Linked DNA regions of Triticum aestivum: region 1 is linked to region 2. A link is a contact called in public Hi-C data. All regions are on one chromosome and are shown on one strand. The core of a region is the stretch at or near the end of the contact, and the rest is flanking DNA. Distances in the headings are between cores, read along the strand shown. Region 1 holds the start of LOC123074782. Region 2 holds the start of LOC123079249 (triacylglycerol lipase SDP1).

The links. Hi-C and Micro-C count contacts between places; a contact is called where the count stands out from the background.
Region 1: a Hi-C map of leaf shows a contact between it and region 2, with 9 times the contacts expected there. The contact joins the promoter of LOC123074782 here to the promoter of LOC123079249 in region 2. A contact is called at or near these places in 3 of 5 Hi-C or Micro-C datasets (all in leaf).

What each region holds. Positions count from the first base shown.
Region 1 is chr3D:413,520,932-413,527,741 of IWGSC CS RefSeq v2.1, reverse strand. It overlaps LOC123074782, which reads left to right and starts at 3,435. Exons shown (of 4, transcript XM_044497534.1): 1 at 3,435-3,768; 2 at 3,884-3,933; 3 at 4,231-4,312; 4 at 4,425-4,712. The coding sequence starts at 3,588. The coding sequence ends at 4,471. LOC123079251 (mitochondrial import inner membrane translocase subunit TIM50) reads left to right here. Exons shown (of 11, transcript XM_044501986.1): 10 at 1,894-1,966; 11 at 2,064-2,244. The coding sequence ends at 1,951.
Region 2 is chr3D:413,264,038-413,270,377 of IWGSC CS RefSeq v2.1, reverse strand. It overlaps LOC123079249 (triacylglycerol lipase SDP1), which reads left to right and starts at 2,800. Exons shown (of 4, transcript XM_044501985.1): 1 at 2,800-3,837; 2 at 4,114-4,977; 3 at 5,347-5,490; 4 at 5,591-6,340. The coding sequence starts at 3,289.

The sequences.
Region 1 (6,810 bases), core at 2,186-4,685, 260 kb before region 2:
CACACTAAACTGGGCATCATGCAACAGTTTGTCCAACAAGGAAGTAATTTATCAAGTTAAACCAAAGTACACCAGCTACTCTTGCGGTCATGATTGGTAGTGATTGTTTTTGTTCTTGCCGGGACAAAAAAGGTTGAGAGTTTCCTTGCTCATACTGCCATAACAGAATTTTTGGACAACCTTAATTTGGTTCAAATAACTGGCATTTATACGCATGACAGGTTTATGACCATGTTATATACTGATGATATATTCTCAATGAAGTCTGCTAAAGGTAGTTTTGACCATATTTTCGAAGCAGACCCGTATGTTAGGATGAACTGAACTAAACTTTGGCTTTGACTTGTTTTTAACATTTTCTGGTTGTCCTGGTGAACATGCAGACGCTTAAAATGTTTTAGTTTAATTCTGGTGTACGCTCGCTGCCTTGCTCCTTAGTGAGAGACGTACCATTCGTCCAAAAGTATCGAGCAGTGGACGTAAAGTGAACAACCTACTCGGTACTTAAACAATATATAGATATATGTAGCATGTATGAAGCTGAATCATAATTATAACACTGAAGAACATAGTAACTTCCATAATGCAATTAAGAAGCTGCAGTTTGCAGGATTTTTTATTAAAAAAATTAGCACATGCCACTCACTTAAGTTGTGTTTTCAGCGCATCCTACCGCGCGTCAGTGAGGCAAAAGTGGTAGCATATCCTGAAAATCCCCCTTTCCGATGATCTAAAGTCTAAACACATGCAGCAACTGATTGTGTGCATTAGAATGCACTGTTTGATAATCACTCTCTTAGGCCCTGCTTGCCAACTTTGAAACATATGCGGCCAGATTAAATATAAATGTAAATCAACATGCACAATAATTAACCTTCAACAACTGTCAGTCACTTGGGGACTGTTTGATTTCCAGCCGCCAAAGGTTGCCTGACCTAAGGTTAGGCGCACATAATTTCTTGGGTGAGTGAGTGTTCGGTTGGCTGCCACAGTTGTGGCCTGTGACTTTACTAGTCACGTTACTCATGAGTACAGACTCGGTTTTTTCTTTAATACTGGTATATTTTTTACCACTGTCCTGAGGGGTAAATCATTACTTTTTTTGGCTTAGTTGTGGCAGCGTTAGCTTTTAACCAAATAGGCCCTTCGAAATGATCAGGTTTATTGCCAGCATATCATTTTTTATTTTTGTGCCAATTACAAATCAAACTCATCTGATGTCAAGTAGATATTATTTCATATGTATAGAGGATTGTTATTTATAGGAACTGAATGAGATATGGATCAAAATGAAGAACCAATTATATTGGTCTATACTAGTGATCTAAACAGTCTTATATTAGTTTACAGAGGGAGTACATGTTAATCCACCAATCATATTGGTTTTGTTTCTGAGGGTGAGGGGGTAATATTTACTATTTAGATATCCTCGCTATGTACGATGGGTGTCTGCTTGATGTTTTAGTTTCCAGCTTTTTGTAGTGTATAATCCTGGTAGGCTCCAGCAATCAGTTTAGGTGTGAAGTGCTACTTAGCTTGTTTTTCAGCTACTATTCAGAGCAATCTTGGACAAAGTGGAGGTTTCCTGAAGTATTGAAGTGCTGCTTAGCTTCCTTTTTTCTAGACTTAATCTGACGGGATCAGAAGGAAGTTAGGTTTTTACCTTCGTAGGTTTTGGTACTGCTTTAGGAACTTCCACTTTGTTGTAGAACTGTAATGCTCGGTGAAGAACTTTTAACGTGTCTGAAATATGAATTGCTAACAACCCAGCCACCAAACTATATATGAACTTGATGGCACTTCTCAACTCTTGATATTTGCTTATTCACATGGTTGCCCTGGGATCCTTTGTTTGATTAAGAGGTTCTAAGAACACGATCCATCATTTTGCAGGCGCGTGTATGAGCAAAAAGAACAAAAACAACAACATGGACGCATTTGGCGGCGATGATGAGTGAATCTGCTGGTAGGAAAGCAGATCATTCCACCAACTTCAACACACCTAGAACTTTTTTTTAGAACTGTAAGACTTGTCTTTGTAATTTTGTCAACTTTGATTTCAGGAATCGCCTACTTTTGGTAATTGCGTCATGTTTCAATTACTATAGGTGTCTTGGACTGATGTCTGACCAAGCTATATGAGCATTTTATGATCATGCGAGGCGCATGTCAATTTAAAGTTCACTTTGTTGACATTTGACAATATGATAATTTGTTAAAACAAGCTTCTGGTATTATATTTCATTGATTGCTGTTACCCAGCAAAAAAAAAGTGTGGTTTTACAAGGTCAACTGATGGACACGGATTTTTGGCTCCTGGGTGCTCCATCCTCCTATATGAACATTAAATTCAAAAAAATACTGGAAAAATTGAAATAGAATCTGGGATTTTGGGATATCAAATCTGGGTGCCTAATCTAGTCCTGTGCAGAGTTTCATGAAAAAAAATGATATTCATGGTACTCTCAGTAAAAAAGATTAAAAAAATCCTACATACAAAAACTATTTGGATGTATCATAGGTCGGACTGTATTATCTTTGTCACGGATACATTTCTTGGTAGTTTTTCATGAAACTTCACATGGGAGTAGATTGGGCACCCAGGTTTGAAATCCCAAGATTCCAGTTTTTTTTGAATTTTTCTGGTATTTTTTGAATTTGATGTTCATATAGAGGGTGACGCACCCAGGAGCTCCTGTGCATTTTCCATTAACTGATGTGGTTTAATAATTGTTTGTTATGTTAGTAGTATTCCTGAACCCTATATGGTGGTAGGTTTACCTCTTTATTTGGACGGCTGATACTGGTCTTGGGAAGTGAAAATTCTGAAAAATATTTTGAAACTACAATCTCCAATCCATATGTACCCTCCGTCCCATAATATAAGAGGAAGTATTGTTTTTGTTAGTTTCAATACCACGCCTTTAAAATGTAAGCTCTTCAAATCTCTCCAAATCTTCTCCAACCTAGCTTGGGTTGCCATCTTCCTTAAGTCTATTCTGCCTTGTCCACACCGCCCCTTTCTAGCTCCGCCACCACCCTAGCTCTGACGCCGCCTTCAACCCACAACGCAACTACTTCCGGACAAGGTAGAGAAGCAAGTGGAGCCAAAAAAAAGAGTTAAAATCGTTGGTTTATACCGTTTTCAAAATCATTAATTTGTCATTTTGTGTAGCTCATGTGTCGATGTATTTTGTCATGAAATTTTGCAAACATGCAGTATATATCATACGACATTGTGTATTTTTTTCAGAATATTTCGAAACTTTGAAACATTTGTTTTGATTTTTTCAAAAAAAAAAGAGCTCAATGGAGCTCGAGCACCAAAACGCATTTCTGCTGCCGCGAGGCCCAGGCCCCACACCGCGGACGAGACGTGTCATAGAAACGCCAACGATTTTTCCGCTCGGTTTATCGTGGACGCAAGAGCATCGCGTGGCAAGTCCGGGGCCCTCTCCCTCACCCTCGCGCGTGTTTCCACCGCATAATCGCGACAAGTGGACGTGTCCGCGACGTGCGCGCCCAGTCTGGTGCAGATTACCGGGCAAAGAGCGTTGCAAACCGGCGGTGGGAGCGGCACGGCGGCGATGCAGGCGCGCGCGTTTCCCCCGTGCCTGCCGGGCCCCGGGCGCAACGACCTCTTCCTCGGCAGCGTCGGCAAGAGAGCTCCTGCCGTGCGCGTCCGGGCCGTTGACGGGCCTTCGGCCGCCGCAGTTGCCGACCTCCCGCCCGCGGAGGTCACCTGGCAGATCGTCGTCGGTGCTGTAGGTCGGTGCGGCCCATGCGTCAACGCTTGATTTGTTTCCCGCCTTCCTGTCCTTCCCTCCGGCTAACTCTTGTATTTGATGGTATCTGCCGGCTTTCGGTCCTCTTCCTTCTGCAGCTGGAGTGACGCCCTTCGTCGTTGCAGGGGTCGAGTTCAGCAAAAGAATTGTGAGTTCCGGCTCTGTTTCTTGCCCTTGTATGAGAGCTCCTGCTTGCTGTTCGTTGGCTGCAGGAAATATCTAATCTAAAATTACCGCCCTTTGCCTTCTAAATTCAACGCAACACTGCTAACCAGCCGCTCAGGAAATATTAATAGTTCACTTAGGGTTGTAGCAGTATTCTTCGAACGGTCAGGCCTATGAGTCAGGGCACCGGATCCACAGCTGATATATATATTATCCCCTTTCAAACTTGGTCATTATTGCTACACTTTGCTTTATAATGGATGGCCTTCTCTTTGTTTAGATTGAACAAAAGAAATGTGAGATCTGTGGAGGCTCTGGCCTCGTGATGAAGGAAGATTTGTATGTTCGATGCCAAGGGTGTGGTATGCACTCTATGCTTCAGTTCACTGCAGTTCTCCCGTAGCGTGAGTAGATTTTTGTTTACCCTTTGGTCTGCAGACGTTGTGACGGTGTGCTGTCCTGCTTCTTTGTCAGGTGGTTTTCTTCCATGGCAGTCGTGGAGAAGATTCTTCAAAGGTTGAAAATCATCAATCACATGTCACCTCGATCATCACTAGATAGAACTAAGGACGGGAGACTGTAAGGCCATGTGGTCAGTACAATGTGTTTAATTGCGTTTCAGTCAAGCAAGTTAGACTGGTCGTTCCGAAAGAAAAGAAGCACTTCAGACTGTTGTAGAGTTGATTATGCATATTCTCGACTAGAAATGGGCAAACACCAATAAAAAAGTGCATCACGGTGCGTTGCTGCTATTCGAGATCATGCTCTAGTCCTCATGGTGCGCAGTGACTCACGCTGCAAAGTAATACTCCTACTGCTATTCTGCCGTGCGTGGAGCTTATCTTTCAGATCAGCTGGTCGCACGTCTTCGTCGCACTAACTTCTCGTTTTTTGGACCCGATAACGACTGAATGTTCGGGATTTGAGCATGGTAAATCAAACGTTTTCTATTGCAATTCCATACTCAGTCATGTCAAGTAAACTTGTCATCCTCGCGTCATTAAAATTGTCATCAAACACGTTTGATTTGCTATGGTCAAACCCCGAACGTTTGGGATTTATCATTTCCTTTTTTTTGCGGGATTCATTTTCGAGACATTAGGCTGGCCATAGTGATGGTATCTTAGCCGGTATCAAGCACTCGAGACTAGCAAACACACCGATGTGGCAGACAATTAAAAAAGAGAGAGAGAGAGTTAAAGTAACATAGGTAGATATCATATCATAATAAATGATATTCCCTCCATAAACTAATATAAGAGTGTTTAGATCACTACTTTAGTTATCTAAACGCTCTTATATTAGTTTACGGAGGGAGTATGTTACTATACGTCATGCATGTTAATAAGTAAGATCATCTATGGTACTAATTTATTATACTATGCACTATAAAGATAGTATCATACACTGGTATCATATGTATGCTACTAGTATATAACTCCCCACTATGAGTAGCCTTACTGATTTAAAGCACTAGCACACGTGTATCTATCTACGTAATAAAAGGAGAGATTCTACACCCATGAAGCATACCTATGAAATTATATCTATGTGCTGACATGGCAAGATTTGATTGAAAGTAGAGGGAGGGTGGGGCCTGCTACTCCCATAGGAGTTGTTGGATTTTCCCGAAAAAGGTTGATGTACCACAGGAGCAGAAAGTATTTCCCTCAGTTAAGAACCAAGATTTATCGAAACAGTAGGAGGCATCACACTAACAACGTTTGCAGCACCTACACACAAACAAAAAAATTGCTTGTACTCAACTGTAAGGACCGACAGTATATCGACCAGAGGGGGGGGGGGGGGGGTGAAAGGGAGATTCAAAAATTCTTTCAAATGTTTTGCATCTAGCCCAAACATAGCATCGGAATAAACTTGAACGAGATGAATCTTAGGAAGGTATCCTACTGAGGAACAAAATCTTCGATATAGGAAACAATGATAGCTTGAGTATAGTAGATTATGGGCTTGAGTATCACGATGGTAATGCAACACACAAGCAATTGTAATAGCATGAGTGGAAACTATATGCAAACAGCAAGGTAAATGCAGGCAAAGGTGAATGTACTAGAATACTGCTCGAAAGATAAGAGAGATATGCAACAATTTACACACTAATGATAAATGATCAAATCATGAGCAAATACATGATAATTGCAGAGCACGAAAGATAATTCCTGAATGAAATATTGAGTGAATAGAAAGGACCCATGGTGCTCGATGGCGACAAGTGTATTTGGTAGACCAGTTCGTCCTTCTGCCAAAGGACTATGTCTGGTTGGAGGGACTTGTGATTGAACACAGGAGCAAACCTCTCTCCGTCCTATTATCCTTCAACTGTGAGCTGATCAGACTCCAATTGATTTTACTCGTGATAGATGCTTATCGGCGATCTCCCAACCTTTGACAGACCTTCTTCACAAACCACAATTACTCTTGGTTGCTGAAGATCTTGCTCGGTGAAGACAACAACTCTTCAACACTCGAGCCGACACCTATCCGTCTAGAGAGTGCGCAGCTCTCAAGAGTAATAGGTACAAGAACTCTGACTCAGAACTACTGTGATGCTCAACCACTGCCTAAGTTTTGGTTCTTGGTTTTCTCTCGGCGGATGTTAAACTCAAATCACTCGGGGAGGGGGATGCTCAATCAATCTTCTCAGAAATCTTAAGCGGAGCAGCCAGCGGACAACGTTGGAGCAGGATGGCTATTTATAGCCGCGACCTTCCCTGATAGGAAATGACCAGAATGGACATGTATGACAACCAATGGCTGAACGACACAAGTCCAACGGTAAGATTTTGAGCACAATGGTAACATTTGTTGCCGAGCGAGAACTGCTAACTCCTCAGTCCGA
Region 2 (6,340 bases), core at 1,551-4,050:
GAGTTATGTGATTTGGTCACCGAATGTTTTTTGGAGTCCCAGATGAGATCACGGACATGACGAGGAGTCTCGAAATGGTCGAGAGGTAAAGATTCATATATAGGACGATGATATTCGGACACCGGAAGTGTTTCGGGGCATACCGGGTACATATCAGAGTACCGGGGGGTTACCGGAACCCTCCGGGGGAATAATGGGCCTTATGGGCCATAGGAGGGAAGCACACCAGCCCACAAAGGGTGGTGCCCCCCCTAAGGAAGGAGGCCGAATAGGAGAAGGAGGTGGGGGTTCGGCCCCCCCTTTCCTTCCTCCCCCTCTCTTCCCTTTTCCCCCTTCTGGTAAAAGGAAAGGGGGAGGCCGAATTGGACTAGGGGCCCAAGTAGGATTCCTCCTACTTGGGCGCCCCCTTGGCTGCCTCTCCTCCCCTCCAACCTATATATACGTGGGGGGAGGGGGGGCACCGCTAGAACACACAACATTGATTCCTAGCCGTGTGCGGCGCCCCCCTCCACAGTTTACGTCTCCGATCATATTGTCATACTGCTTAGGCGAAGCCCTGCGCGGATCACTTCACCATCACCTTCACCACGCCGTCATGCCGACGAAACTCTCCCACGACACTTTGCTGGATCAAGAGTTCGAGAGACGTCATCGAGCTGAACGTGTGCAGAACTCGGAGGTGTCGTGCGTTCGGTGCTTGATCGGTCAGAACGAGAAGAAGTTCGACTACATCAACTGCGTTGTCAAACACTTCCGCTTTCGGTCTACGAGGGTACGTGGACACACTCTCCCCCTCTCGTTGCTATGCATCTCCTAGATAGATCTTGCATGAGCGTAGGAAAATTTTGAAATTGCATGTTGCGTTCCCCAACAAAATAGACCATTGATTCAGCTGCATCTACTACTATTACTCCACCTCAAGTATGCTATCTGATGTCCTGCAAGTGCACATGATTTAGTTGTAGACTTTTCAAAGTAAGAGTATCGAGCCCAGAGGGAGTACATGAATCAATCTTTTGCCTCTTGAATGGTTTAAATGTTGTGCCTGCAAGTTGAGAGTGATCCAAAGAGATAGTAATGTGATGGAAATGATGAAGCTAGTGAAAGTAAATTGTGGTAATGAAGTTTAGAGCTAAGGGTTGCGAACAAGAGTTTCGAAACAAAAATGATTAAAGTGTTCCCAGGGAGTCTGGATTCCCCACTAGCATGCATCTAAAGCGGTGCCTAAAGACGGTGCTACGTCAGATTTTGAAGCCACTTTCCATATTTCTATTTGTGGGCAGACTCGATACAGATATGTGCTTACACGCGGCAGCCATGTATCACATACACCACCACCGTCCTTTCCCACTCCAGTTACCAAACAGTGATTAAGGGGAAAAACTCCCGTGGATGCAGCCTACTGTTGGTCTCTGTTTTACCCCATGCTGCAACGGTCCAGGATGAAGGGGGATAGGGCCTGTGACGCACCTACTGCCACAAGCAGCCAGTCCGCCAACAACAAGAAGTATTTTGGAAAAAGAAGTGTATCTACGTAATGTCACCCTTGCAGTTCCCAAAATGCGCCTTTTTTTGAAAGGAACACAAAATGCATTCCATTAACTTACACGAACTGGACATACGCCAGCAACAAGGTTTTTTACATGGGACGGAAGCGGGTCAAACCATACTTGATAGTTTCCCCTTTCCAGACTCACACCAAACGCAGCAAGGCAGTGCATTGATATATTACAGACCTTAGGACAAACCTCTATTTTACAGCACTGGAACGAGTACTGAATAACAGATTTCAAGTCCTTAAATAAGACACCTAGTACTGAGTTGGCATATGCCTCGCTGGTCATTGCTTGCTTCAGAACAGTGGCGTCAGTCTCCAGTATGATCTTTTGACATCCCATTCTTGCTGCTTCCTGGATTGCATGAAACATCGTTGCTGCCTCTGCGTGCAAGTGGTCAACAACACATGTTAGATTTCCCGCTCCTGCCACCAGCGTTTCCCCTAATTCATTTCTTATGGTAAAACCCCATCCACCGGAATGAATTGATTATCTGGATGCCCCATCTGAGTTTATTTTCAAGAAATCCTTGGGAGGAGGGGACCATACCTGTATCTTATTTGTCCTTCTCTTCTCTCCTTTTGAAGTGCTCCCAGTATTCTGTAAAAAGTACTCCCTCCGTCCGGAAATACTTGTCATCAAAATGGATAAAAAGGGATGTATCTAGACGTATTTTAGTTCTAGATACATCCTTTTTTGTTCATTTTGATGACAAGTATTTTCGGACGGAGGGAGTAGTTGATAAGAGAATAAAATTTCATTTAGGATCCTAATTTTTTGTTCTTGGTTGGCCTTATTTCTTTCTAGCCACCAAGTCCGTAGTAACGCACATACCTTTGTACATGTTTCTTCATTCAGTTGGAGGATTTGTATCATTATCCATTTAGCATTAGGGCAATTCACGAAAAGTAGCCGTGTATCTTCCAACCCTGCAGCCCTTCATAGAGCCTTCACCAATTTGCATTTCGAAAAACAGTGCCCGCCGTCTTCATCTAGACCGTAACACACTGGGCACCTCGTGTCAAGCTCAATTCCCTTTCTCTTTAGTTCCGTTCTGAGCGGAAGGCTATTATTTGTAAAACGCCAACGTTGACCCAAAGCCACAAACCACGGTGAAAACGCTCGACACCCCCACGTGGAGAGGCCGGCCAACGTATAGAGAGAGCGCGCGCGGCGCGACCGAGCAAGCTCCGCCGCTCGTTGCTTCAAAGTCCAAACCGGCACACCGACCGAGAGAGCCACCGCCCGTCGCCATCCCCCCAGGTCTACCATATCCAGATCGGCGCACGTCACGCGGTCCCGCTCCCCTCTCCCCATCCTCGATCCACAACGGCGAGGAGTCAAGCTGAATGACGCGGCCATCGTCGGCGCGGGAGATAAACATAACCGCGAAACATGGCGGCCTCCCTCTGTCGCAGTTAGTTTGGCTTGTACGTCGTGCACCCTTCCCCCTTATCTCCTTCCCCGACTGACCTGACCGGGACGCCGCATTTGTCCCATCTACGGCACGGCACGGAGAAGAAGAAGCCCAGCTCGACTCCTCCTCCGTCTGCCCATTCCCAGATCCCAGCGCGCCATGCCCGCGCCTGCAGGTGCGTGCAGCCAAGCCCCACCGCACGCCTTCTATTCCGCGTCCCCTAGCTTGGCCCGGCCCTGCTCCGATCCAAGGCCGCGGCGGTGACCCAGTGCCCTCTCCCTCCCGCCACGCCGTCCGCCCGCCCGTCCGCCGCCCATGGACGCCATCACCAACGAGGCGCGCGTGGGGGCGTTCGCGATCGGCCCGTCCACGGCGGCGGGGCGGACGCTCGCGCTGCGCGTGCTCCTCTGCGGCTCGCTGGCGCGGCTGCGGCACCGCCTCGCCGCCGCGCTGCGCGCCGCGGCGCCCCTGGCTGCGGCCTGGCTGCACCCGCGCCACAACACGCGGGGGATCCTGCTCGCCGTCTGCGCCGTCGCGCTCCTGCTGCGCGGCCGCGGGGGCCGCGCCGGGGTGCGCGCGCGGGTGCAGTCCGCCTACCGCCGCAAGTTCTGGCGGAACATGATGCGCGCCGCGCTCACCTACGAGGAGTGGGCGCACGCCGCGCGGATGCTCGAGCGGGAGACGCCGCGCCGCGCCACCGACGCCGACCTCTACGACGAGGAGCTCGTGCGCAACAAGCTCCGCGAGCTCAGGCACCGCCGCCAGGAGGGCTCGCTCAGGGACATCGTCTTCTGCATGCGCGCCGACCTGCTCAGGAACCTTGGTAACATGTGCAACCCCGAGCTCCACAAGTTGAGGCTGCAGGTACTGCGCTGCCCATCTGCCCAGAATTATCGATGCCACCTGATCCCTGCTTTCGCTTTGATCATAATACTGTTTGTTGCCGGAGTATTAGAATTGTTTCCCCTTTCCCGTAGTCAAAGGACTCGAAATTTGCAGTGTCAGTAATTCCATCTATTATTTGATAAGTTAATAATAAGCCTGTTTGGTTTGTCAGACGATTCGTTCACATTATGTCAATATATGTATATACAGTACATTCTAGTGTCACTGAAATGTTTATTGTTAATGATCTACTAGGTGCCTAAAATCATCAAGGAGTACATTGAGGAGGTATCTACTCAATTGAAAATGGTTTGCAATTCTGATTCGGACGAGCTACCCCTTGAAGAGAAACTGGCATTTATGCATGAGACAAGACATGCCTTTGGTAGATCGGCCTTACTGCTAAGTGGAGGTGCTTCATTTGGCTCTTTTCATGTGGGTGTTGTCAAAACCTTGGTAGAGCATAAGCTTCTACCTAGGATTATTTCAGGATCAAGCGTTGGCGCAATAATGTGTGCTATTGTAGCCACACGGTCATGGCCAGAACTAGAGAGTTTTTTTGAGGAGTGGCATTCCTTGAAATTCTTTGACCAGATGGGTGGGATCTTTCCTGTATTTAAAAGAATTTTGACGCATGGAGCTGTTCATGACATTAGGCACTTGCAGACGCAATTGAGAAATCTTACAAGCAACTTGACATTTCAAGAGGCATATGACATGACTGGCCGGGTTCTCGTTGTTACTGTGTGTTCTCCAAGAAAACATGAGCCACCTCGATGCCTGAACTATTTGACATCACCTCATGTTCTCATCTGGAGTGCAGTAACTGCTTCCTGTGCTTTTCCTGGACTTTTTGAGGCCCAGGAGTTGATGGCCAAAGATAGATTCGGAGAAACAGTTCCTTTTCATGCTCCATTTTTGTTGGGTGTGGAGGAACGAGCTGACGCGGCTACACGGCGCTGGAGAGATGGGAGCTTAGAAAGTGATTTGCCCATGAAGCAATTGAAGGAATTATTCAACGTAAATCACTTCATAGTAAGCCAAGCCAATCCTCACATTGCTCCATTACTGAGACTAAAGGAGATCATCAGGGCTTACGGAGGCAGCTTTGCTGCAAAGGTACGTGAAATGCTTTCTCCATAGTCCTCATTTCTATTATTTGCTTAGTCTGTCGGATTTCAGAGCAATTTCGATGTGACCATGCTTCCCATTAATGCGAACATAAGGATGTTTCCTTTGCTTATATATCTTTCTGATAATACCTTTCATTGTCAATAATGTGTGTCATTTGATGGCTTAGTAGCATCGCAAAGCATAGCACTATGCTCACCAAGGCATATTTGACCATAAATATTAGCTCAACTGTATGGCCAAGTAATTCATTTTGCCAAAGTATCCACTGGAATGATGTGGTGAGTAAACAGTATTGACGTGGTAAAGTAATTTTTCAGTTGTCTAATATGATCTTCTGATCTTTTTTGTATGTAGCTTGCTGAACTTGCTGAGATGGAAGTTAAGCATAGGTTCAATCAAGTTCTGGAACTTGGATTTCCATTAGGAGGAATAGCTAAGTTGTTTGCTCAACATTGGGAAGGTGATGTGACAATTGTTATGCCAGCCACACTTGCTCAGGTTTTGAATATTTCTTAATCCATTCTTTCGTGTGCATGTCAAATATTCACCACATTAATCAGCAGTCTTACTAATGTTCTTTTTCTCTCTGTATCATCAGTATTCGAAGATCATACAGAATCCTTCGTATTCTGAGCTTCAGAAAGCGGCAAGTCAGGGTAGGCGATGCACTTGGGAAAAGCTCTCTGCCATCAGGGCAAACTGCGCTATTGAGCTTGCATTAGATGAATGTGTGGCCCTCCTGAACCACATGCGTAGGCTGAAGAGAAGTGCAGAAAGAGCAGCCGCTTCACAAGGATATGGTGCTACAATTAGACTCTGTCCATCTAGAAGGATTCCATCATGGAATCTCATAGCAAGAGAAAACTCAACTGGTTCTCTCGATGAGGAAATGCTCGCATCTCCCACTGTTACGAGCCATCAAGCAGTTGGAGGGACTGCTGGGCCATCTAACAGAAATCACCATCTCCAACATAGCATACATGATAGCAGTGACAGTGAATCTGAGAGTATAGACTTGAACTCATGGACGAGAAGTGGTGGCCCTCTCATGAGAACAGCCTCAGCTAATAAATTCATCAGCTTTGTTCAGAACCTTGAGATTGACACAGAATTCAGAACAATTTCACCAAGGGGAAGTGAAGGTGATATTGTGACACCGAATAGTAACTTATTTGCTGGTCACCTAATTGGTAGAGAGCCAGTTGATAACCATCCAGGGCCTGTTACTCCTGGTAGGACCTCAGGCAATTCAGGTTGCGATCCTCATGATACTCCTGTTCCTAGGTCTCCATTTGGTCTTTCCACAAGTATCATGGTCCCTGAAGGTGACTTGCTGCAGCCTGAAAAG